Linked DNA regions of Mus musculus: all the other regions are linked to region 1. The links are chromatin contacts, called in public promoter capture Hi-C maps. All regions are on one chromosome and are shown on one strand. The core of a region is the stretch at or near the end of the contact, and the rest is flanking DNA. Distances in the headings are between cores, read along the strand shown.

The links. Promoter capture Hi-C pulls out the DNA fragments that hold promoters and counts their contacts.
Region 2: a contact with region 1 is called in a promoter capture Hi-C map of liver. The contact joins the promoter of Raver1 here to the promoter of Ccdc159 in region 1. A contact is called at or near these places in 2 of 39 promoter capture datasets (erythroid cells and liver).
Region 3: a contact with region 1 is called in a promoter capture Hi-C map of liver. The contact joins the promoter of Atg4d here to the promoter of Ccdc159 in region 1. A contact is called at or near these places in 3 of 39 promoter capture datasets (liver and pre-B cells).
Region 4: a promoter capture Hi-C map of hippocampal neurons shows a contact between it and region 1, with 4 times the contacts expected there. The contact joins the promoter of Slc44a2 here to the promoter of Ccdc159 in region 1. A contact is called at or near these places in 7 of 39 promoter capture datasets (the 3T3-L1 cell line, hematopoietic stem and progenitor cells, hippocampal neurons and 4 more).

What each region holds. Positions count from the first base shown.
Region 1 is chr9:21,925,596-21,929,317 of GRCm38.p6, reverse strand. It overlaps Ccdc159 (coiled-coil domain containing 159), which reads right to left and starts at 1,847. Exons shown (of 13, transcript NM_025977.3): 1 at 1,590-1,847; 2 at 92-225; 3 at 1-10. The coding sequence starts at 1,600. It overlaps Tmem205 (transmembrane protein 205), which reads left to right and starts at 1,783. Exons shown (of 4, transcript NM_178577.5): 1 at 1,783-2,026; 2 at 2,961-3,069; 3 at 3,164-3,327. The coding sequence starts at 2,970.
Region 2 is chr9:21,090,337-21,094,058 of GRCm38.p6, reverse strand. Raver1 (ribonucleoprotein, PTB-binding 1) reads left to right here and starts at 2,060. Exons shown (of 13, transcript NM_027911.4): 1 at 2,060-2,300. The coding sequence starts at 2,082. It overlaps Gm38431 (predicted gene, 38431), which reads left to right and starts at 2,051. Exons shown (of 17, transcript NR_038081.2): 1 at 2,051-2,300.
Region 3 is chr9:21,263,516-21,267,237 of GRCm38.p6, reverse strand. Atg4d (autophagy related 4D, cysteine peptidase) reads right to left here and starts at 1,953. Exons shown (of 10, transcript NM_153583.10): 1 at 1,521-1,953; 2 at 416-499; 3 at 158-331. The coding sequence starts at 1,755.
Region 4 is chr9:21,318,939-21,322,660 of GRCm38.p6, reverse strand. Slc44a2 (solute carrier family 44, member 2) reads right to left here and starts at 1,942. Exons shown (of 23, transcript NM_001359227.1): 1 at 1,810-1,942. The coding sequence starts at 1,840. It overlaps Gm39302 (predicted gene, 39302), which reads left to right and starts at 1,547. Exons shown (of 2, transcript NR_166671.1): 1 at 1,547-2,071.

The sequences.
Region 1 (3,722 bases), core at 598-3,097:
GAGGAGGGCCCTAGGGGGACAAAGGTTTCCTTCAGGGACAAGTGAAAGCCACTTGTAATTGTCAGCCCCTCCCAGGCCTCCAAATGTCTACCAGGCTCTCCAGGAGGTGGTGAGTACTGGCTCCTCTCCTTAGCAGCCCAAGATGTGATGGCGAGTAACGGAGGTGTGCAGAGATGAGAAACACAGTCGTCAGAGTCCCGGGATAGGCCAGCCAAAAGAGAGTCACTGCAAAGGGGGCATGGGAGGAGCTCTGAGCCCACTAACTCCCCATCCTTTTGGTTTTAGCTATGTATTGTTTTGAAACAGTCTCATGTAGCCCAGGCTAGCCTCCAACTCATTATGTAACCAAGAATGATCTTGAACAGCTGATTCTCCATCTTCTACCTCCCCGGTGGCTAGGACGACAGGCGTGTGTCACTGCATCCCGTTTACACAGTGCTGGGGTGGAACCCAGCTGCACGCTAGGCAGGTGCTTTGCCAACTAAGAACCAGCCCCAGACACCTGATCTCTTTAGTGTTTCCCCAAAGAGACTCCTCAGAGATGTTCCAGCCAGAATCTCCTCAGTATTGGCAGAAGTGAAAGTCAGAGGAGAGGTAAACCCAAACGGATGCCCAGTGACCAGCTTAAAGGTGGGAAGAGAAAACCAACTGCGTAAAGTTGTCCTCTGCCGTGCGTGCCATGACACACGCACTCGTAAGACATGTCTCATGCACAACAAGGATAACAAGGCTTTATATTTAAAAAGGGGACAGAAAGTAGTCACATGCCTTTAATCCCAGCACTCAGGAGGCAAAGGCAGGCAAATCTCTCTGAGTTCGAGGCCAGCCTGGTCCACTTAGTGAGTCTCAGTCAAGTCAGGGCAAGAGACCCTGTCACAAAAACCTTAAAAAAAAAAATGGCTTGAGAGTTGGTTTAGCTGCTTTTCCTGAGTACCCAGGTTCAATTCCCAGCACCCATAGGGTGACTCACAACCGTCTGTGTCTCCAGTCCCAGAGGATTTGATGCCCTCTTCTGACCTCTACAGGCACTAGATTCGAAAGCAGTGCCCAGACATATATACAAGCAAATCGTTAATACACATAAAAATTTTTTTAAATCTGAAACAAACAAAACACATAAAGGACAGGATGTGGTAGTTCAGCCCTTTTAATCCCAGAACTCAGGGGGTCCCTGAGTTCCAAGCCAGCCTAGTCTACAAAGCTAGTTCCAGGCCAGCCATGGCTACACAGTGAGAATCTATCTGGGAGGGGAAAAAATTATATATACTATATTGGGCTGCCCTGATTACACAGATTTAGTCCAATGCTTGTAAATGAAATTTGTTCTAGAATGTCACCTGAGGACCACAGATACCCTCGAAGATTAGAGCGGGAAAGGAAAGACACATTTCTGAGCGTCACCACCAGAAGGTCCCCAACCTTGCCTGCCCTCCCCACAACCCCAATTGAATCTTCAGCTGTCCCCTTCTCCAGAAAAATTTTCGAGCTTGGAAGCTTAACCATTGCTATTAGTCCTAACCCCTTGTTCTGTCAATCTAACACCCTTCCAGTCTCCCCATTCTCTTCCATTCCCACCTACTACAGCATACCACCCGTTCATGCTCTCCCATCAGGGACCACGAAGCCAGTCCCCAGCTGTGACGCTGAAGTTTTGATCCCCTGAGGACACCATCGTTGGAAAACGAGGGGAGGCCAAAGGTGGAGTCACAGAGAAGGGCGTGGTCCTCCCATAAGCCACGCCCGTTCACTCCGCTCAGGCGCGGAGCTCATTGGCGCCTGCGCATCTTCGGTGAGACTGGATGAAGTCCGGAGAGGCGAGATGGCCAGTTGATTCCCGCAAGCCAACTGGGCAATCCCTAAGTGGGAGAGTCCAGAGGAGTGAGAGCTGTGATCTCATTGGCTCTGGCTGGGAGGTGGGGCGAGGCCTGCGGGGCGGAAGAAAACCTGGGAAATCTCAGGCAAGCCGGAGCTGCACTGGAGCTGCCACGGTTCTTGGTCCCTACGCCTGAGCTCGTGTGCTCCAACGGTGGGGTCAGATGGGGCTCCGGGGGTGTTTTGGGATGTTCTTAGAATATCTCGGGTTCCGGATGAGGGCTCTTAGATGTCTGCAGAGCTAGGGTAATCCCTGAAAACCTAAGTATGTGAACTTGAGCTGCTGGGATTCAAGCTTTTGGGGTGCAGTGGACATTGTGGTTTAGAGAGAGTCTTTTGTTCTAGAATTTTGGTTTTGAGACAAGGTCTCATGTATCTCTGGTTGGCTTCCAACTCCTGCCCCTCCTGTTTCTACTTTTGTGCTGGAATGACAGACTAGAACCAGAACCTGTTTTATGCAGAACTGGAGACGGAACGCGAGGCTTCCTGCACGTGAGGCAAACGCTCTGCCCGCTGAGCCATTTGCTCAGCTGGACCTGAGATGTTTGCTTGCTTCCTTATTTTGAGAGAGTCTCACAGTATGTCAGGCAGTCCTCAAACTCAGTGATTTTCCTGCATCACCCTCTGATATGTTGGGGTTACAACTGTGAATCACCAGGCCAGTTTCTACGTCTTTAAAGGCTTTTTGGAATTGAGGAATCTTTTTCTAACTTTGAGCTAGAAAAGTGGCAACTCCCCTGTCTCCGTCTTCCAAGTGTTGGGGATTTACAGGTACAAGCCTTCATGTTGGGTGATATTATTTACTTATTATTATTACTATTATTTTGCAAGTATGGAGGATAGCATGTAAGGCCAGCACCAACAAAGTCCCTGACCGCAAAGCCACGATTCCAGCCCCAAGCCTGAGCCCAGATCGACTGGTTGGGCTTGAGATTGTCTAGGGTCTACTTTGGGTCTTCCAACTGCCATTTCCAGGCTGTTTTCTCTCATCTTTGCACCAGTGTGAGGCTGGCCCTATGCACTCTCTGCCAAGGCCTCAAAGCTCGGGGGTCGAAGGTTAAGCTGAGTCACCACTGTTTCCTTCCCAGGGCTGCAGAATGGAAAAAGGAGAGGACCCGGGAAGTCTGATTAAAGTCATCCACTTGCTGGTCTTGTCTGGTGCCTGGGGCATGCAGGTGTGGGTGACCTTTATCTCAGGTAGGGACCCTCCAACCTGTTATTTAGAGTGAGGACTGAGTAGGAGGGGGACCCGGAAGCAACCTAACGGTGTTTGTGGCCCTCCACCTCCCAGGCTTCCTGCTTTTTCGGAGCCTCCCGCGGCACACATTTGGACTGGTGCAGAGCAAGGTCTTCCCAGTCTATTTTCACGTCTCCTTGGGCTGTGCCTTCATCAACCTCTGCATCTTGGCACCACAGCGAGCCTGGATTCACCTCACACTGTGGGAAGTCAGTCAGGTATGAGGATTTGAGAGTCCTCAAGACTCCAGTGAACACTTAAGGAGATTTGTGTTATTTCAGTGTGTGTGTGTGTGTGTACATTCATGTGCACATGTGTACAATCTTATATAGAAAGACCAGGGGTTGGGGTGGGAGATTAAAAAAAAAAAAGAAAGAAAGACCAGGGATTGATGATAGGTGTCTCCCTCTAACATTCTCATATATAGATATAGATATACACACACACACTTTTAAGACAGGCTTTCTCCGTGTTACCTTGGCTATCCTAGAATTTACTCCCCAGCCCTTTATCTGATGCAGTTTTCACAGTGCTGGGATACCTAGAGCCTTGCACATGCTAGGTTTGCATTCTGTAGACCAGAATGGCCATGAACTCAGAGATCAGCCTGCCT
Region 2 (3,722 bases), core at 811-3,310, 840 kb after region 1:
TCTCGGGAATTGGTGGGATTCTATGGCCTGATCTTGGTGTTTTTTGTTTTTTTAAATCTCTGTTGTAGGTCAGGGCTTGGTTGTCTGGGGCAGGGCTTGGTTGTCTGGGGCAAGCACCTGGCCATTTAGACACCAGCGGTTAGAACCCACGTTTAGAGTAGCCAGGGGGGCAGGGCCTGGCCACGTGCACCTTGAGGGTTTTACAGCACACCTTGCAGTGCCAGGCCCAAGGCCATGAGCTCCAAAGCTCCGGCATGAGGGCACCAGGCATGGGGTACCTCATTACTTGTCAACCTAAACCACGACGGCACCTATCACTGCCAGGAAACTGGCCCAAGAACACCTTGCTCACAGTGACTGACATTCAAGGTAACGGAGGAACCTGTACGGTCTACAGGGGCAAGTTCAGCAGGAACCCAGGACACACATATGCACTTGGGTCTCTCTGTGCCGATCAAGGCCAGGATGGCCAACATCACTATGGGGGTGTTCATGCCCCTAGGGATGGTGACCACTGCAGTGGCGTCAGTGTACACCCTCAGGATGCAGAACCCGAGTGGCTGCTACCACTTGAGAAACAGAAGTACCTCTGTGTCTCTCAGCACACTGTCGTCCAAAGATACAGCCCAGGGTAAGTTGTCCTGAGACAGGGGAAGACCAAGGTCCAGACTGAGAGGAGGATTGGGCCGTATCAAGTTCCAGATCAATAAAACCTTCAAGGGCTGGAGAGATGGCTCAGTGGTTAAGAGCACTGACTGCTCTTCCAGAGGTCCTGAGTTCAATTCCCAGCAACCACATGGTGGCTCCCAACCATCTGTAATGAGATCCGATGCCGTCTTCTGGTGTGTCTGAAGAGAGTGACACACATTAAATGTACTCACATTAAAAAATATAAAAATAAATCTTTAAAATAAAACTTTCAGCATGATAGTGCACACCTTTAATCCCAGCTCTCTGGAGGCAGAGGCAGGTGGATCTCTGTGAGTTCAAGGCCAGCCTAGTCTACAGAGTAAGTTATTCCAGGACAGCCACAGAGAAACCCTGTCATGAAAGACAAACACACACACACATTAGCACTTGCCCATAGACTCCTGAAAGTAGTTTTCTGGTGCTAGAGAGATCCATGTCTGTCATTATAAACTGCTGATCTTTTCTTCCTTGTGTCTTTTGCCAGTTCCTTCCCCAGCTCCTGTTTAACTTTTTGCTTCCTGTGCTGTCTATCTCTACTACCCCTACCAAGTCTGCTGGAAATGAAACTCAGGGGTTGCCATGCTTAGCAGTTAGTCCTTTTTTTCTTTGTTTTTTGAAACCCTGACTTACTATGTAGACCAGGCTGCTTAGGCCTTCAGAGTGCTGAAAATAATGCCAGCATTTGTCGTTGTTATTTGGTTGTTTGTTTTTCTTTTTTGAATCAGGTTTATCTCAAACTTGAGTTGTATAGTAGGGAATGACTTTGAACTTCAAGTCCTGCAGCTTCCATTTTGGTTTTTCGAGACAGGATGTCTCTGTGTAGCCCTGGCTGTCCTGGAACTCACTCTGTAGACCAGGCTGGCCTCGAACTCAGAAATCCACCTACTTCTGCCTCCCAAGTGCTGGGATTTAAGGCGTGCGCCATCACTGCCTGGCAGCTTCCATTTCTAAAGTGCTGGAATTGCATGCGTACATCAGTACACCTAATTTTTGTCTGTCGTTTCATTTTCTCTTTTGAGACAGGATCCTCATGAATTTGATTTCCGTTGTAACTGTGGATGACATCATAAGATCTGCCTTCCCCTCTAAAGGGCTTAGATTACAGGTGTGTGCACCTGACCAACTCTTAAGGCGGTGTTAGGGATTCACGCCTGCCTATTCTCAATCCTGCCTTGTAAGGCGGCTCCATGTTGCAGCTCCGCCCTTTTATTCAATGGCCCAGAGTCAGGGGAAGGGGGCAACGCTCGCGGGGCTGGTTCTAGCCAATACGCTGAAAGGGGCCGGGAGAGAGGCGGGGCTTCCACCAACCAATCACTACACGCGACCTCCTTGCCGCTCTATGTCGCTCCGCCCTGAGCTCGCTGGTCCCAGAAGGCGCCGGGTTTCCCAAGATGGCGGCCGACGTGTCCGTTACTCACCGGCCGCCGCTGAGCCCAGAGGCGGAGGCCGAAGCGGAAACTCCCGAGACCGTCGATCGCCGGGCGCCCGAACAAGAGTTGCCGCCGCTCGATCCGGAAGAGATCCGGAAACGCCTGGAACACACTGAGCGCCAGTTCCGTAACCGCCGCAAGATACTGATCCGAGGCCTCCCGGGGGACGTGACCAACCAGGTATGGGGGGTGGGGGTGAGAGCGTGGCGGGAAACACCACGGTGCGCGTGCGCGCGCACGCGGGCGGGGGGGTGGAAACCGGGCGGTACCAACGCTGCTGTGAGTGGGGGCTCTCCCCAGTGTCATATCCTCTCCCAGGGTCGTGAAACATTAAGAACGAAGTGGAAAGGGCATGGTTAGGAAAAAGAAAAAAAAGAAAACACTTTAAAGTGCTGGTCGACGTTGCTAGGGGCGACCATCGGACTTGGGAGAGGCCAAGTGGTTGAAGGTTGCAGGTAGTTGGAAGGGGCAGGCAGCTGTGGCCCTGCTGAAATATGTACGGGAGACTGTGAATAGATTGATTGAAATAGATTCCAACTGACCCATGCATATTCAGAGGGTTGTTTCCCTCCTCTGCCTTCGGGTGACAGGAGCTCAAATCTGGAAGTTTCAGAATTAAGAGCATGGCTTTTCTTATCAAGCATAATCGACACCTTTTAGAGGTAGACCCGGAAGTTGGAGCTGCATCCCTCAATGCCTACTAGAATTGATTTGGGAAAATGAAGTCTCCTTTCGACATGAACATGCCGCGGTGGGGGGCGGGGGTTGTATTCTGTGGCACTTCCCTGTGGCTAATCTTGTCTGCCGGGACTGCCCTTCTATTGGGAACCCATGTAGAGCAGGGTGTGCAATGCTCTTTGGACCCAAGAAAGTGGTATCTCTGTTGCCCTGCCCGGTGGTGGTGGGATAGGCCCTTTCTGATTGCTGCTAAATTGTCTGCTCACTGGCTCACCCTAGTACCCCCTGCTCTATAGGCACATGGCTAGTGAAGCTGCAGAGGTGTTGGGGAACACAATAAAGGACCAGACAAGGAATAGACACTTGTGTGCATGGTGTCCTGCATATCTGGAACTGCCAGCCCTATCTCCTTGGGCTCATACACAGGTCATTTGGTGCAAGGAAGCCAGGCAACTTGCCCTGGAAGCCAGCATTCAAAACAGCAGCCCTGTCAACATGAGGGAGTTTGGGTGGCCCCTGCACCCACACAGTGTAGGGTCAGATAAGTGAGTGGGGTCCCTGGTCAGGTAGCATGCCCCCTGTTGTCATGACAGCCCTGGCCAGGTACCCCTGGGTAGCATGCCCCCTGTTGTCATGATAGTTTGTGTGTTTCACTTCTTACAGCCTCAGCTGTTTTCCTCTTGGAGAAAATGGCTTCATAATTAGCTGTGGACCGGTTTCAACCTTGCACAGGGGAATCAGACAAGTTGGGCAGCCTCCTTGAAGGTGTGCAGTTTGAGTTGTTGGTGTTCCTAGCATGTAATCTGCAGTCTTGCCCTGCACAAGATAGATTGTAGAAGATAGCTGTATGGACAAACAGCTATTCATTTATCTGCTTGAATGGAGGGTCCACCTGTAGGCGGCCTTGCCCAGTGACTCCCCGGC
Region 3 (3,722 bases), core at 704-3,203, 660 kb after region 1:
CTCACTATGTATCCCAGACTGGGTACTATATCTCAAAATCCTGCTTCAACCTCCCAAGTTCTGGAATTCCACTGCACTGTTCAACTCACAGTCTGCAGCAGTTTTAAAGGGCTGAGCCAGAAGCCAGGCACTTGCAGCCTGCATATACACAACTCACCTCTAGGCAGAAAATGCAGGAGCAGGCCCTGGGCCAGCATCATCTGACCACTTCGTAACATACATCCCCAGCCACAGTCTGAGGTCAGGCTGCCTCCAGCAAGGGGTGGGAAGTCCCGGCGATATGTGAGCCATAGTCGAGATACAAAGTCCCTTTGAAACCGCTGGATGTCACCTATGAGAACCAACTGGTCAGCCTGGCAATCAAGGAGAACCCTAGGAGACTTCCCCTACCCTGGTTCCAGATTTGACACCTCACCCTCTCCCTCGAAATGGTAGCATCGCCCGCAGAGGTGAACAGTGGAGATCTTGCTGAAGCTGGTCCGGCTTTTAACTGCCCAACCTGGGGAAACATGGAGTAGCTCGCAGCAATTTAAAGCACTCAAGTATCAGCAATGGGTCTTCCATTCCCCAGTGTTGAACTGGGCCTGATCCTAGCTGAGATGTCAGGGCGGCGGCTCTGCAAAATCCATGCCACACCACATCTGTCTGGAACACAGGTGGGACTTAGTCACATCTTCATAAGGACCCACTATCAACCCAGGGCCGTTCTATTCTGACTGTTGGGTTTTGCTGTAAATCTATAAAGCACATTTTTATTTTGTGTATGTGAGCTTGTGTATATATGTGGACAAGCAAGCACCACAGTTTGGGTCTGGAGTATAGAACATTGACAGGAGTGGGGGCTCTCCTTCCACCATTGGGGTCCAGGCTGGAGCTGAGGTCCTTAAGCTTGGTGACAAATGCCTTTAACTACTGCGGCATCTCACTAGCCTTTTTCCAATTTTTTTTTAAAATATCCACTGGTGTTTTGCCTGCATGTATACCTGTGTGAGGGTGTTAGATCCCATGAAACTGGAGTTACAGACAATTGTGAATTGCCATGTGGGTGCTGGTAATTGTTCCTCTGGAGGAACAGCCAAGGCTGCTGAGCAGTCTCTCCAGCCCCCTGTTTTCCGATTTTTTGAGACCCAGTCTCATGAGGAGCTCAAGTCAGCCTGGAACTTATTATATAGTCCAGGATAGCCTAGAACTCTTGGTAAACCTCCTGCCTCAGCATCCCAAGTGCTGGGATTACAGGTGTGAACCAACATCTATTAACTCTGTTCATACTATTGCACCTATGTTACAGAGGGCAGTAAACAGACCGCAGGAAAGCAAGGTATTTGGCCAAGGTCAAACAGGTGCAATGGGCGGAGCTTGAAAACCTTTCCCATTTAACCTGCCCCACGTCCAGGACTGGGAAGGGCGGAGGACCTGCTTGTGACTCCTCCTGGATGGGCTCATCCACAGGACAGGGTAAAGGTTTGGTTTCTTTTGCTCTGACCCCTCTGACACCCTTGACCAGTGCACCCCCTCCTCACCATACTTGACGTTGTTCCAGGCTGTCAGGAACTTGGCTTTGAACTTGTCCACCTCGTCGGGCTCGGCGGGGTCTGTCCCAGATGAACCGAGAGCTGCCACTCCGGACCCCGAAGGTCCCAGGTTGCTAGGATCCGGGATACGGGTTTGTCCCCTCGGCCGGCGACAATCGGCCCGGCGCGCGTCCTCCGAGCTCCCGCTGCGGTACTGCGCCGCAGCCGGCGACACGGAGTTCATGGACCCGCCGGAGAGGAAGGACGCAGGTGTCCCCGAGGTCCGGGGAACTGCGAACGCTCGGGAGCAGCCCCGCGGCCAGCACAGTGTTACTCTATACTCAGAGCCGGGCTCCCGGGTCCGGCTCTGGCCGCAGCGGATACCCGGGCTCCCACAGCCAGCGCCATCTTGGTGGCCCAGAGCACCCGGATACGGTGGGCTTGGCTAGCGAGCAAGCCACGCCCCTGTACAGTCCGCCTCCCTTGGACTCACCACACCCTCCTAATCTCACCGCGCAGGCGCAAGCGCGTCCCTGGGGGCCCTTATCTCAGACCAATGGGTCAGAGCCGGAGAAGCCACGCCCATTTACAGCCCTTTCTCAAGCCTTGCACACCCTTGTTCTGAATGACATCTCAAGCTGCGGACGCCGGACCTTCTCTCGCTCAAAAGTGCAGATTTCCCCGCCCTGCCACTCAAATTCCACTGCATTGAAGGTCCCATGTTCTGGGTGCGATACATGGGGCTTGTCGTGCCTGTGGAGATCTCGTAAGAGCCAACTCAGGTTCCTAGACAGCCAGCACCTTTATCGCATCTTTATCCGCTGAGCCATCTGAAGGGCCTTTCCAATGTTTTGAGACAAGCTCTCACTTAGACCTGACTCTCCTAAGGAGAATACATTCCGACTATTCAAGTCCTGCTTAGGCACACGAGCTCCGTTCACGCCCAGAACACATGCCCCGACCTGCAGTGAAATTGGAGAGCCCAGGCAGAGAACCCACCCTGGAGCTCAGGCTGGCCTCCAACTCATGGCTGCCCGCCTGCGTCAGCTTCTTTAGTGCTGGGGTACTCAAAGACTGAGCACACTGGCGATGGAGCTGAGTTGGTAGAGGGCCTAGCACACGTGAGGCCCTGTGTTCTATTCCCTGAAACCCAGAAACTGAGTGTAGTGGTGCATGAAACCCAAGTCTCTGAGGCAAAGGCAGGGGCACAGGCCCCTCCTCTGTTGTGCAAGGCGTTTGAAACCAGCCTGAGCTTCATGAGAACGAAAGAGACTGTGAACACAACAGAGTTTATCAACCCAGAACAGATGTCACCCTGGGGATGTGACTATCCCTGACCCATTGGTGCCCCATTGGTCATGATTCTCAGTGCCTCAGTTTTCTCCTGAGCAAAATTTGAGGGAGTTATCTGTAAGACTATAAAAGGAAAACGAGGGCTGGTGAGATGGCTCAGTGGGTAAGAGCACCCAACTGCTCTTCCGAAGGTCCAGAGTTCAAATCCCAGCAACCACATGGTGGCTCACAACCATCCGTAACGAGATCTGACTCCCTCTTCTGGAGTGTCTGAAGACAGCTATAATGTACTTCCATATAATAAGTAAATAAATTAAAAAAAAAAAAAAGGAAAACGATTTTGGCATTTTTTTTAGTGAATCTTTTTTATTTATTTATTTATTTTATTTTTATGAGAACGCTGTCGCTGTCTTCAGACACACCAGAAGAGGGCATCAGAATCCATTACAAATGGTTTTGAGCCACCATGTGGTTGCTGGGGATTGACCTCAGGACCTCTGAAAAAGCAGCCAGTGCCCTTAACTGCTGAGCCATCTCTCCGGCCCCAATTTTGGTATTTTGAGACCCTATCTTATGTAGCCCAGGCTGAGCTTGAACTTACAAGCTATGTGCCTGAGGATGGCCTTGAATTTGCCTATTATTTATTTATTACACTTATTTATCTGTGTGTGTATGTGCACGTGTGTGTGTGTGTACGCGAGTGCACACACGTGCGTGGGTGTGTGTGTGCATGTGTGTACACATCCTTGCCACAGCACTTATGTGGCACTCAGAGGGCAACTTTTGGAAGTCACCTTCTACCACATGAGTCCTAGGGACTGAACTCGGGTCGTCCGGCTGGCAGCAAGCACCTTTACCTGCTACTCTGTCCTAAATTTATGATCCTTCTCTCTCCGCCTCCAGAGTGCTGGGATTACA
Region 4 (3,722 bases), core at 693-3,192, 610 kb after region 1:
TTAACAACCTACAATTACATGTTCTCACTGGTCCTTCTGGCGGTCTACGCCTTTCTCTCCTCGGTGGACTGCTGCGTTCCCAGTCAGACCTTTGCCTGAGAAAGGTTCGTTAAATTCCTGGGGGCCTGGGGCTGGGGGGTTGGGGGCTTAGCAGCAGAGTGGGATCTAGGCCAATCACTTGCTGAACACGACTGAGGCTTCCAGGCTTCCAGGCCCTACTACCCACTGAGCATGCGTGTTGCCTTGAGTTTCAGTCTCAGCGCTTGTAGAAGCCCTGGGTTCCAGCCCCACCCACACATAAACACCAGTGCTTTCTGAGCATGAGCGACCCCATCTAGATTCCAGTTCTTGCTAAACATGAGCCAGGGTTCTAGCTTCAAACCCACGGCTTACTGACCATGCGCCATGCATGAGTCTCCGATTTCCATCGCAACACAATGTACAGCCCCCCTCTGCCTCTCCCCGCAAAAAAAGTTCCACCCTTTGGACAAATTGAAGCCAGGTAAAATAATATCCACGCTCATTCTGCCCCACTTTTATTTCAAACAGACCTCGAGAAGACCAAAGATTCTCTCAGGTGTGATACCCAAGCATACTCAGGCTCCCAGACCAAGAATCCCACACCAGAGACAGCCAGAAGCACTCAATAGTTGCACAGCAACCCAAGAGCCTGGGGCTTCAGACCTTCTAGTGGTCTGGGGGCTGGCAACTTCAAGCTGGGAGAGCCCTGAAAGGCTAGGTCTTGCTACCTTCCTTTAGGCCAGGAAGGGTGTGTCACAGCCTCTGGGACCTGTCTATTCTTTTTTTTTCCTCCCCCTGGACCGCACAGACCCAGGAAAGAGGAGGAAGGCAGAGAGCCTACTTGCTTTTCTAGTTATTTTTGAACCATTTCCGGCCCCCTCCCCAAGACTCTAGAGTCTAGCAGTTTCCAGGAAGTTCCAGTCACACAAAGTGGTATATCAGGGGGAGGGATAGAGCCCCTCTGCCAGAGTCTCAGCTATGCCTCTTAAGGCTTGTGGCCGATTTAGGCCCAAGGAACCTAAAATAGATAAGAGGAAGGAGGCTCAGAGTTCAACACCCAGTCCGTGGGAACCCGGAGTCGGGTAGGGTGAGAAATCCGCATCTTGGCCCCACCCCCAGCTCCAAGTGGCTAAGGCCACCTCAGGCCTTACTGAGGTCCGGGTCTCCTGGAACCCTTAAAATTACAGGCACCTGCAACAATCAGCACAGGCAGGGAAAGTTTCTGCATTGCTCCCCGCCTGCCCGCCTCGTCTCTGACCTTCCCTGTCGCATTAGGCACCTAATTCCAGTTATACGGGACTCTTCAGCCTTGCCTCAGTTTCCCCATCTAGTACTAAGCTTGGAGTCGCTATTCTGGATGTAAATGGCGAAGATGTGGAGGACACTTGGGTCTTAAGGAGACGGGACATGTGGCGAGGTCGGGCCCCATTCTTGCCCACACCCCAAGCTAAGATCGCCTCGCATCCCCTCCCCCGCCCATCACCTAATTCTCCCAGATAACGGGACCTCCAGGCGAGGAGCATGCGCCATAAGTCCCGGCTCATCGCTCAGGAAGGGAGTAAGCTTGAAGATCCCCGAAAAGAGACACGGGGGACAACCTGGGCTAGGGCCAAGAGCTCCGGCTGAGCCAGCGCGGGATGCAGAGGCCTGAGGACGCGGACAGAAGGGCCTTCGTACTGCCTGCAGCCACGAGTGTTTTGTTTTAAGGCTCTCAGATGTTGCCCTTCCTCAAAACCCCCTCCTTCCCAAGTCAGCACAGGCGACCTACAGGCCGGAGGCTACTCCTACCATAGACTGCGTCCTTCCGATCGTCCTCCATGGCCTCAACCGAGGAGAGCTGAGTCCGAAGCCAGCGCGACCCCAACCCAAGCGGGCGGGAGACACCGCGCGCTGCTGGCCCCGCCCTGCCCCGCCTGACACCGCCCCCAGCGCGCACGCCCAAGACAGCCCCGCCCCTTAGGGGCGTGCCCAGGGAGGGGCGTTGGGGGGCAGCCACCTTCTGGTTTCCAGTCCGCTCTCTCTGTGGACAATTAGTGTGTTGCATCTGCTGGTCAGTCATTCTTTTTGTTGTTGTTGTTTTGGGTTTTGTGGGTTTGTTTTTGTTTTGTTTTTAGACAGGGTTTCTCTGTGCAGCCCTGGATGTACCGGAACTCTGTAACACGGCTGGCCTGGAACTCAAGAGATCTGTCTGCCTCAAATACTGGGATTAAAGGTGTGCTCAACCACCGCTCAGCAAGTCATTCTTTGTCCAGGTACTGAGCGCTGACTGAGCTAGGGATGCAGAAAAAGTTGTCATGTGCTCATTCATCCTATTGGTAAGATTTTGAGAGTTTGAACACAAGTCAGAAAGGAATAAAAGAGAAGGAGTGGCATGTCCCTGGGCCTCTGGGTAGGAGGTTTACGACTTTAATCTTCCAATCCCAGCACTGGGGAGGCAGAAGCTGCAGGATCTCCTTTATTATTATTATTATTATTATTATTATTATTATTATTATTTTGAGACTGAGCCTCCCTGGGGTCCTAGCTATCCTGAAAGTTGCTATGTAGACCAGACTAAGAGAGATACCCATGCCTCTATCTCTGAGTGTGGGGTTTAAAGGTGTATGCCACCATGTCCAACCTTAAAAGGTAGTTTTGAAAAACACCTATCATTCCAGCACTTGGGAGATGAAGAAGGAGGCACAGTAGTTCCAGGCTAGCCTTAGCTACACAGGAGTTTGAGGACAGCCTGGGGTACGTGAGACCCAGTCTCAATAAACAAAAATTTTCTTTGATCAGTGGAAGGTTTGAAATGTTGACAGACATGATCTAAAATAAGTTCTAGAATAACAATGATTAGGGCTGGAGCGATGTCTCAGAGGTTAAGAGCACTGCCTGCTCTCTTCCAGATCCTGTCTTTCAGAGGACCTGAGTTCAATTCCCAGCAGCCACATGGTGGTTCACAACAATATATAATGAGATCTGGTGCCCTCTTCTGGCATGCAGGCATATATGCAAGCAGAACACTATTATATACAATAAAGAAATAAATCTTGAGAAAATAAAGAATGGTTAACCTAAGCCAGGCGTGGTGGGGCACGCCTTTGATCCCAGCACTTGGGAGGCAAAGGCAGGCAGATTTCTGAGTTCGAGGCCAGCCTGGTCTACAAAATGAGTTCCAAGACAGCCAGGGCTATACAGAGAAACCCTGTCTCGATAAAAACAGAAAGAAAAAAAAAGAAAAGAAAAGAAAAGAAAAAAAGCAACCTTAGAAGTTGCTGGGCAATGGTGGCACACACCTTTAATTCCAGCACTCTGGAGGCAGAAGCAAGCAGGCAGATTTCTGAGTTTGAGTCCAGCCTGGTCTATAAAGTGAGTTCCAGGACTGCCAGGGCTATACAGAGAAACCCTGTCTCAAAAAAAACAAAAACAAAAACAAAAACAAAAACAAAAACAAAACCGGAAAAGAGCCGGATGGTGGTGGCACACTCAGGAGGTAAAGACAAGTGGATCCCTGAGTTGGAGCCCACCCTGGTCTCCAGAGTGAGGCCTAGGACATCCAGGACTACACAGAGAAACCCTGTCTTGAAACTCCCCTCCCGCCCCCCAAAATTAAAAGAGACAGTTAAAATGGAAAATGCTTAAAATAGAGGAAGGGAAGCGGGTGTGGCTTTGTGGTAGAGCATTTGGCCTAGCATGTGTAAGGCTAGGTCTATCCCCAG